Linked DNA regions of Sus scrofa: region 2 is linked to region 1. Evidence: chromatin contacts called from public Hi-C data. All regions are on one chromosome and are shown on one strand. The core of a region is the stretch at or near the end of the contact, and the rest is flanking DNA. Distances in the headings are between cores, read along the strand shown. Region 1 holds the start of EFCAB5 (EF-hand calcium-binding domain-containing protein 5). Region 2 overlaps EFCAB5 (EF-hand calcium-binding domain-containing protein 5).

Region 1 (5,000 bases), core at 385-2,884:
CTGAATGTGTTTTTACAGCTTTAATATATATGGTAGTATGTACCAGCACATCCACTCAAATTGAGAAATAGCTTTGTCAACTCTCTTTCTCTGTGAAATCAATCAGTAGTATTTGCATAGTGCCATTTCCACCCCCCCTTTAATGTCGATTTTTCATTACATTGTTGGCTTATGTTCAACTGATGATTTATCGTTTAGAAAACTATTTCTTTAAAATACTTAATCTCGGCATTTCACATACGTCTATGAAATAATGGCATCCAGAGACGAAGGAGAGGAAACCTCAACGAGCAAATCCTAGTTAAGAGAATTTCTTCCAGCAAAAAGCAAGTGGGAGGTAAATAGCCGGTTGGACCCTTACAAGTCTGTGAGCCCAGCTTTCTCGGCCTCCCGGGTTCGCTCAGCCTCTCTGCATCTCGAGAATAATGAAGGAGTCCTTAGACACGGGCCAAGGAAATAGAGGAAGACTCCCGAGGTATTAAATTTTAAAATCTTCCTTTCAAAAAGTCTCATCATAAAACACAGACTCGGAGACGGAAGGGTGGAAAAGCTCAGAAAAATCCCCCGAGAGCCGGGGTCAAAGGGAAAGTCTCTAGCCCAGTAAGTCCCACCCACGCACGGGGAAAGCGTTTCAAACCCCGCGGCGCCCTTTCCCACCAGGAAACTTGTTTGCCTCAGGCTTTTCACCTCAGTTTCTTTTCACTAAGGTGGGTTAGGCTCTGCGCCCCACCTCAGAAAACGGTTATCCCTCAGGCGTGGGGACCCGAGAGACGCCCCAAGCCCCTACGCCCCGCCTCCCATCGCAAGCCCCAGCCCCCAGCACGGCCAAACTGCACGATTCCAGAGCCCAGGAGGAAACCCGGGAGGGGGCGGCGGCCCGAGGCGCACACACCCGGCCGGCTTCCGGCAACTCAAGGGTTACGGCGAGGCGGCGGCGCGCGCCGAGGGGAGAGGCGGTTGCTGACAGGTGGCGCCTGCGCACTGGGAGCGCTCATTGTGCCCCGCAGCTGCCGAACCGCCCGCCCGCCCGCCCGCCAGCTGCCCGTTCGGCGCGTCAGTCTTGAGAGTCCGGTGGTGGGTGCGGAGCCTGCGGCCGTTCCCGCGGCCTCGTCCTCCTCCCCGTTCCCCTCACCCCTTCCCCACACCCCTTGCCCCATCCCGGCTCCGTCACCCTCCCGCCCCCCACACTCAGGACAAGAATGCCCTGCCCGGAACAGCCCAGCAGCGCCTAGATGGCTTTGGTCACGGTCCAGCGGTCGCCTACCCCCAGCACTACCTCCAGCCCCTGCGCCTCGGTGAGTCCCTCCCGGCGGCCGCTCCGCTCGCTTCTGTCACTGCGGCTCCGCTTTGCCTCAGCGGGTCCCGCCGAGCGCCACTGCGCACGCGCCGCGCCGCTTCCCAGGCCTTGGCACTCGGCTGCCGCGAACCCCCCCACACCCCCATCTTAAAGACGAGCTGCGGGAACTACAGGACGTTGATTTGTGCCCCCATCACTCCGGGCACCTGGCGCCTCACAGTCCTCGCCCCGAACCCCCCTGTGGCATGCCTTCCTCTGGCTTGAGCACTTCCTTTCGGGAATGAGTCATTCTTGCTTTTCGCCCTCCCCCTTCCTTCACCCTCCGTTGCTCCGCTGCAGGGAGAGGACCCTGGGACTCCATCGTTGCCCCTAACACACACCCACATCCCCTTACCCACACCCAATTCGTGGACCCGTTCAATATTCGCACATTGCACGCCCTTCTCCGGGCTCTCCGGGTGTCTGCTTTCCCCCTGGTCCCTTGCTGTCCTTCTTGTGCTCTGTCCGTTCGGGCTTCATTGGACTGCTGAACGGTAGTTACTCCTCGGTTTCTTCCCTTCTTCGCCTCCTCCAAAGGGTGGCCGCGGTCTCTGCTCCTTGGATCTCTTACCTTTCCCCTACAAGGTCCCAAAGCATCTGGCGCTGCTTGATGACCAGTGCCAATTCATTTACATCTTACAGACATTTATGCCTTACACTCAGCTGCTCATGATCGTTCTTGTTCTTGGGTCGTGTGTACGGCTCGTTACTTCACATGCCTATGCCAGTGAAGCGTGCTTCCAGAAGGAAAATACCCAGTAACCAGCCTTTTCCTGCTGGGCCCTTCTAAGCCTTGGTTCCTCGCCCCACCCCCACTCCTATACACTCCATTCTTTTAGGCTCCCCCCCCCAAATGTTTAGTTTTTCAAATAAAATATTGCACCAGTGGGGCGAAATAGGATCTTAAAAAAAAAAAAAAATCCAGATGTTTTAGAAGGAAAAGATCGAATGAATGTATGAACAATTGGAAAAACCATTTTGAATTTCCTACAGAACTGTAATTTTTAAAGCTGTGTTGGTGGATTTAGTGGTTTCAACTTGCAAAAAGGCATTCAGTAAACACTGTACCACCTTCCACTGTAAAAATTCTGCTTAATCTAAATATTTATATTTTAAGTGAGGTGTGAACTTTGATATCTTGAAAATAACCTGGTTTGTAATTTCAACATAGTTTCCTGAATTTCAAATTTTTATTGTGTATGGTGCTGGTTTCTTTTTCTCTTGTGCTAGTTTTTGCACTTTGTGTGGCCAAATTGGCAGCTGTATCCTAATTCTATAGGTGATTATACTTCATAGATTACCTTACCTTGTATTGTTTCCAGAAAGCAGAACTAGCTAAGATCCTTGGATAGAGAAGTTCAAGGAGGCAGATTTCCAGTCATTGTAAGGAGGAATTTTCAAACAGTGGAGTGGACTGTCTTGCAAAATAGTGCCCATTGCTGAAAGCAAAGGCTGGAGGACCTTTTGCCTAGGAGTTGGTAAAAAGAATTCCTGCGGTGGGGGGGCCTTCTAAGGCTCTTTGCAACTTTTAGGATTATGTGATTTGAGAATAACTGCACGTGAAAGCTAGTGAAATATTTAAGGGTCCTCTGAAGACAAGTATCAGGGATGTAAATTCAATATACTTTATTCTTATATGCTAGTTTTTAGAAAGTCATTAAAATACCATCAGACCATCTTAATTCGCTCTACCTTTTGGGTTTGGGCCTGATTTTGGCTGAGAAAGCAACTGAAGTTTAGTTGAGTTGTGCAGGTAAGCCAGGAACCAGTATTATAGTGACATAATTTTCCCTGGGCATTGTTGAAAATAGTTTATACTATAATAATTATATATGTATTTCATGTTATCATACTAATTTTCTGGAAGTGAATGTTTAGTGTATAGTAATACCGTATCTACTTAATAAGACTTAATTAGTCAAAACTTGGTTATTTTAGAGGTATGTTAATAGATACTTTTTGACACAGGTAATTAAATTGATCATGTGGTAGGCTCAGTTGTTGAACTGAATGACATATTTCTACATCTACTTGGTATAGTAGCCTGGTTATTTCAGTTTGTGTGTGGCCCTGGAAGTAAAGGAGTCCTGGGACTGGTGTGGGTGTGTGTGTGTGAGAGAGAGAAAGGGAAACAATCAGCATTTTTAGCCTGACTGTGAGCCTGTTTACCTTTACCTTTAAATTGTCTTATTTCATTTCATTGTCTCATGGCCCTTGTGTTCTAATATTTGGCTGCTGTCTGACCTGCATATATTTGCTGTTGCATCTCTCGGTGCATGAATAGGTTGAGTTGTTTGTTTTAAAAGAGATCATAAAGAATCTATAGAACCATGAAAGGAGAGGTTTAGTTTTGTGAGGCTGGAAATTTAGATTTTTTAATAAATCATTTTAACTATTCTAGTATGCTTTTTCAGTGCAGGAGGTAAGATAATACTATCAGCTTTTCAATATTCTTTTATTAGGGATTATACAAATCTATTGATCATCTACTGGGTGTGAATGACTACTATAGTGCTAAGATGTATAAGATTTTGACCCTATCTGTCAGGGTCATGTAATCTTGGGAAGAATGGGGGGCTGGAGGGGTGGGACAGGGACGGGAGGAGGAACAGACATGAGGTAATAGTAGAAAAAGGGAGTGAGGGGAATAGTACTCTATATTCATGAGCAGCCAGTTTGTAATGGCTATAAGTTTGTCTGAATTCAAATTAAGATAAATTCACTAGTGGCAATAGGAATAATAACGATACCTACACTGCTTGAGTCTTTCTCTATACTAGGCATCATGCTAAGTGCTTTACTGGAGTAATTTATTTACTCCTCACAATATGCCCGAGGGAAATTGCTATTATCCCCATCTTATGGATGAAACTGAGGTAAAGAGCTATTAAGGAATGTACCCAGTGACACTCAGATGTGTCTAACTTTAGAATCTTCCATCTTTTTCCTTCCTGTGGTAATCAAAGAGAAGTATACATAGTTAGGTGGCTTTTGAACTAGGCCTTGAAAGCTAAATTGAATTTTTATAGGCCAAGCTATAACCTGGAAAGCAGAGAGGTACTCCAAGTGGAGTGAAAGCTGTGTACACCTAGACTTAGAGGCAGAAACATACAAGGCATATCTGAAGGACTTAAATAGACCAGTTTGAGGAAGGATTTGTTTGGAAGAGTAGAAATAGATAAAGGTGAGGAGGCAGCTAGGGCTGCAAAGGGACTGCTGGCTGATCTTAGGAATTTGAACTTGACAGAGAAGATAATGGAGGGTCCGAGGAGGTTTTTGAGCAGATGTGATCACAGTGGTGTTTTAAGAAAATTGATCTACCAGCTGTGGGCCAGAGGGAGTTGAGAGAAGGAGAGAAGGCATGAGTTGAGCCAATTAGAGGCTGTTAGAGTAGGCCAGGTGTGAGATAATAAAGGCCTGAACTGGAAATGTGAAAGAAAGGAAAGAAAAGGATAGATGTAAGGGATTGTGGAGAAGATAAAAAGGGACCTAGGACTGATTGGCTATAGGGGAGGAGGAGTCAGAAATGCCAACTCTTAGACTACATTGTTTTTCCTAGATGATAGATGTTTCCTAATTCATTTGGGGCAATTTAAGAATTATCTCTTACCTTCTGTCTTTCTTGTGTGTATTTTCTGAATGGATATCTGTATTGATCCAGGGT
Region 2 (5,046 bases), core at 1,398-3,897, 110 kb before region 1:
CAGAGCTGCAGCAACGCCTGATCCCAGCTGCGTCTGCGACCTACGCCACAGCTCACGGCAACGCTGGATCCTTAACCCACTGAGCAAGGCCAGGATCGAACCTGCAACCTTATGGTTCCCAGTCAGATTCGTTAACCACTGAGCCACGACAGGAAGTCCCCTGAGTTTCTTTACAGATGGTGGGAGCACAGAGGCTCTGCTGCTTTGGAAGAGGAACCCTGGGGCTCTTGTAGGAAAAGTGGAGGGCCTGGGGACCTCCTGCTGAGTGCGTCTGTGAACACGTAGACGCTTGGATTTAGGTGTGGGGAGAAAGTATGGCTACTTGCAGAAGGTACAGGTTCTAGATAGCAAGGTGATTCTGGTCATACTTGCAATAGGAGGTAGCTCTTCTGCCCTCCAGGTCTGAGAACATTTCCTGGTAGACACCATCTGTCCAAACCCACTGGGAGGGGACCATAGGACAGGTATGGGGCATCCTTCAGAAAAACCAGGTGAGGCTGGCAGCAGAGGTCCAAAGTGGAGTGAAAGAACAGATCCTTTACAAGGTGGTCCAGTCATGGGTCTTTAGGGAGAAAACACCAGGTTCTGGGAGCACTTTAGGCAGAGTAACAGAGAGTAGCGAGCTATTGATGTGCTATGCACAGCTGTCTGGGAGTGGTCACTGGAGTCAATGGGTCACCCACAAGCAAGGATGTCAGCAACAGTTGCATGCAATGGCATAGTCCTGGGTAGCCAAGCATGCTGAACAAAGCTGCCCAATGCTCCTTCAAATATGACTGCCTCAATATAAAGTTGGAACACAGCTGCCTGGAATTCCACCTGAATATAAAATAACCCTTTCTAGAAAAGTAAGTTAAAACTGTAGTGAGCTATCACAACACACCTGTTAGAATGACTATTACAAAAAAAAAAGAGAGAGAGAGAGAGAAAGAAATAACAAGTGTTAGCCATAATGTGGAGAAAAAAGAACCCTCATGCATGGTTGTTGGGAATATAATTTGGTGCAGCCATGATGGAAAACAGTATGGAGGCCGCTCAAAACATCACAAATAGAACTATCATATAATATATACTTTGGGATATATATCTTGAAGAGATATTGCACCCCCATGTTCACTGCATCATTACTTTCAATGACCAAGACATGGGAACAATCTAGGTGTTCACTGACAGATGAATGAATAAAGAAAATATTATATACATAGTGGAATATTATTTAGTCATAAAAATAAAGAAATCCTGCCATTTGTAACAACATGGATGAAGCTTGAGGGCATTAGGCTAAGTGAAATGAATCAGACAGAGAAAGCCAAATACTGTGACCTCACTTATACATGAAAACTAAAAAACATACAAACAAACAAACAAAAACAGAACTCAGAGAAACAGAAAAAAGATTGGTGGTTTCCCGAGGCGAGGGCTGTAATTTTTAGGCTTGTGATTATAGTTAAAAATACTGTGTTGTATATTTGAAAGCTGCTAAGAGTGGTTTCCAGATGGGAAGGGCAGGAGGAGGGGAAAATGGGAAAAGGTACTAATGGATGGTGACAAATGAAACTAAAATTTCAGTAGTTTTGAATGTGCGGTAGTATATACAAAAGTGGAACTATAATGTTTTACAGGTGAAACATGATGTTGGGAGTTCCCATCATGGCTCAGTGGAAATGAATCTGACTAGTATCCACGAGGATGTGGGTTCAATCCCTGGCCTTGCTCAGTGGGTTAAGGATCAGGCGTTGCCATGAGCTGTGATGTAGGTCACAGATGTGGCTCGAATCCCATGTTGCCGTGGCTGTGGTGTAGGCCAACAGCTATAGCTCCAATTCGACCCCTAGCCTGGGAACTTCTATATGCTGTGGCTGCAGCCCTAAAAAGCAAACAAACAAACCAAAAACCCCATAATGTTATCTCAATAAAGAAATAAATTTAGGGGAGCTCCCGTCGTGGCGCAGTGGTTAACGAATCCAACTAGGAACCATGAGGTTGCGGGTTCGATCCCTGCCCTTGCTCAGTGGGTTAAGGATCCGGCGTTGCTGTGAGCTGTGGTATAGGTCGTAGATGCGGCTCGGATCCCGTGTTGTTGTGGCTCTGGCGTAGGCTGGCAGCTGCAGCTCCGATTCAACCCCTAGCCTGGGAACATCCATATGCCGTGGGAGCGGCCCAAGAAATGGCAAAAAGACAAAAAAAAAAAAAAAAAAAAAAAAAATTGTCACCTTAAGAAAAAAATTTGTTAACTATGTAAGATGACAGATGTTCACTAAACCTATTGTGGTGATCATTTCACAGTATATGCATACATCAAATCATTATGTTGTACACCTTAAGCTAATACAATGTTATATGTTATTATCTCAAAAAAACTGGGGGGAAAATGAAAGTATGCCTTTTCTAAACATTAAGAAAAGCTTTCTAGAACTAGGATGAGGTAGGGTGAGAGTTGGAAGCAGAGGCCCTACGAAAGGGTGGGCCATCACCAGCCTGTACTCTATCTTCTCACAGGCTTGGTGAATTAGGAGCTATGCCAACAGTCCCCCTCATCCTGGGCAGAACCAACAGATATTGCTGGTGGCCTTTCATGCTGGGTGGAGTCACTGAATGGGGGCCTTAGCTGCAGCTAGAAGGCTCCCATAAACTTGAGCAACAGATTGCTCTTCGAAGAGTCCTCTTTTTCTGAGACAGACAGAAGGGTGCCCCACAGAGTCCCCCTTCTTATCCCCAAATGCGGAACTTAGAATTTCCTGATTCGACTGCATCTGAAGGAGAAAGGGGATGGCATCTGCGCGGTCTGTGAACATTCTTGATTGTTGCCGAGACTGTGATGCTGCTCAAGGCCTGGTGGTGGTAGGGGAGCCTAGGGCCTAGTATCTTCTGGCTCAATTCAGCTCTGTTAACTGCAATTGAAATTCCTGCCACCTGAGGACACTGTTGGAAAAGAAAGTGGTGGGGAGCATTGGGGATCAAGGCTGCTCAGGAATCAGCTAGGCAGCAAAGTGGGGCCAAACAGAGGAAACAGAAATTTGCATATTTTCCTGAAACAAAGGAGACATACATGAGAACAGGAGGTAGTTCTGATAGGCAAATCAGAGGTGGAGCCTGAAAAGATTCCCTTGAAGCATGGATATAATGCCATGGCAGAGGCCTTTGACAGGGAAGGGCCTTATTAAGGGCTGAGAGCCTGAACGCACCTTCAAGGTGGAGAGGGGAGGGGTCTGCTCCTCACCCTCATCCTGACAGAGGGACTGGATTGGACCCTAGCAGCTATGCCTCAGTCCTTGCTCAAGAAGGGGAGTGTCAGTCTGAAGGGACACAAGTGACCCTGGCAGCAGGCTCTGGCTCTAGGCCAAGAGGCTGGCAGGCTGGATGGGGACCAAAGTGATGAGTGGGGGCTTAGGAAGAATGTCAATCAGACAAACCTGTCACACATGGGGTAGTGCTGTGCCCATGACATGGCCTAAATCTACTCCAAAGGGAAGAGCAGCAACCAGGCACTGACATAGAAAACATTTCTTTTGGATTTTTAGGTCCTCAGTGAACAATGAACAAGTGTAGACCAAGCAGTGTATACAGTATACAGTGAACAAGTATTCGTTTTTATTGTTGCTGCTCTTACTGTTTTCCTTAAATAGCACCTCAGAGGAAGTGATAACTCTACCAGCAATGAATTCCAGAGACTCCTGTGAATCAGCCCGCAGCTCTGAGGCTACATAGAAGCCGTTACAATAGAAAGTCTAAGCTTTGCTTACATCACTCTCGTTCCAGATTAACTCGTATTGACTTGTATGTGAATCTTGTATCTAGTACTCCCAAACTTCTGGGATTATCTCTCCTTCCTAAGCCAGAGAACCTCTCTCTCTCATCCGTCCGCCCTGGCTCACTGCTTCGTGTTTCTGATGCCCCAAACACCCTGAGGAGTGGAGCTGTTTTCCTCTGGGTTTCCTTTTCCTTCCTCTTGTCCTAAGAATCTGGTGCTGAGCCTCTCTGCCTAATATATGTGTCACAGAAACCCAGAAAACCTTCTGACTTGGTCCAGGGTCTCCAAAGAGAGGAGGGGGCTGGGAGGGGAGAGAGGGAGGGCTTAGTGAGGGATTTCTACAGAGCCATTTTCCCAACTAATGATGAGATTATTTATTTATTTGTCTTTTCTAGGGCTGCTTCCTGCAGCATATGGAGGTTCCCAGGCTAGGGGTCCAATCGGAGCTGTAGCTGCCAGCCTACGCCAGAGCCACAGCAACGTGGGATCCGAGTGGCGTCTGCGACCTACACCACAGCTCATGGCAACACCAGATCCTTAACCCATTGAGCAAAGCCAGGGGTCGAACCCACAACCTCATGGTTCCTAGTCAGATTCGTTAACCACTGTGCCACGACAGGAACTCCTAGGTTTTTTAATAAGTTAAAAAAAAAAAATGACTCTAAGTTCATTCTTTTTTTTTTTTTTTTTTTTTTTTTTTGTCTTTTGCCATTTTAGGGCCACACCTGTGGCATGTGGAGGTTCCCAGGCTAGGGGTCGAATCAGAGCTGTAGCTGCCAGCCTACACTACAGCCACAGCAATGTCAGATCCGAGCTGCACTTGCGACCTATACCAACAGCTCACGGCAATGCAGGATTGGTAACCCACTGAGCAAGGCCAGGGATCGAACCCGCATCTTCATGGATACTAGTTGGTTTGTTAACCACTGAGCCACAATGAGAAATCCTTTAAGTTCATTCTTTACTGTTCCATTCACGTGAATGGCCTGGGGTCTCGGGTGGAGTAACATACACACATGGAGGAACGTGTGCTTGTATATGTACATTTACTCTTATATGTGACCAGTTCTCTGTGGCCCAAGAGCTCATCACTTTCTCCAACCTGGGAGCCTCAATGCTCTTGATTCCTGCTGATGCGCCTCCTCCAAAGAGTCTACATTACTAAAGAGACTCATAATCTATTATTTTCTTCTGTTCTTCATGGGAACTAAAGATAGTAGCTGCCTTTTTGCTTAATGTACTAGTCCCCTAGCCTCATTATAGTCCCTACTCACTTTTTTTCCCCACTATCATAA

Evidence for each region. A called contact is a pair of places that touch in the nucleus more often than the background predicts.
Region 2: a contact with region 1 is called in a Hi-C map of embryonic fibroblasts, with 6 times the contacts expected there. The contact joins the enhancer-like site here to the promoter of EFCAB5 in region 1. A contact is called at or near these places in 3 of 47 Hi-C or Micro-C datasets (embryonic fibroblasts, epiblast stem cells and fetal heart ventricle) and 1 of 2 datasets of contacts at active chromatin or transcription factors (alveolar macrophages).

What each region holds. Positions count from the first base shown.
Region 1 is chr12:46,081,849-46,086,848 of Sscrofa11.1, reverse strand. EFCAB5 (EF-hand calcium-binding domain-containing protein 5) reads right to left here and starts at 1,634. Exons shown (of 24, transcript XM_013981195.2): 1 at 1,277-1,634. SSH2 (protein phosphatase Slingshot homolog 2) reads left to right here and starts at 1,129. Exons shown (of 20, transcript XM_021067518.1): 1 at 1,129-1,295. The coding sequence starts at 1,233.
Region 2 is chr12:46,194,107-46,199,152 of Sscrofa11.1, reverse strand. The region is part of intron 23 of EFCAB5 (EF-hand calcium-binding domain-containing protein 5); the gene reads right to left. Among named protein-coding and RNA genes, the nearest start is that of NSRP1, 15 kb to the left of the region's middle. Within about 2 kb of position 2,647, at least 10 of the 83 cell types and tissues checked have an H3K27ac peak or open chromatin away from gene starts, as enhancers often do.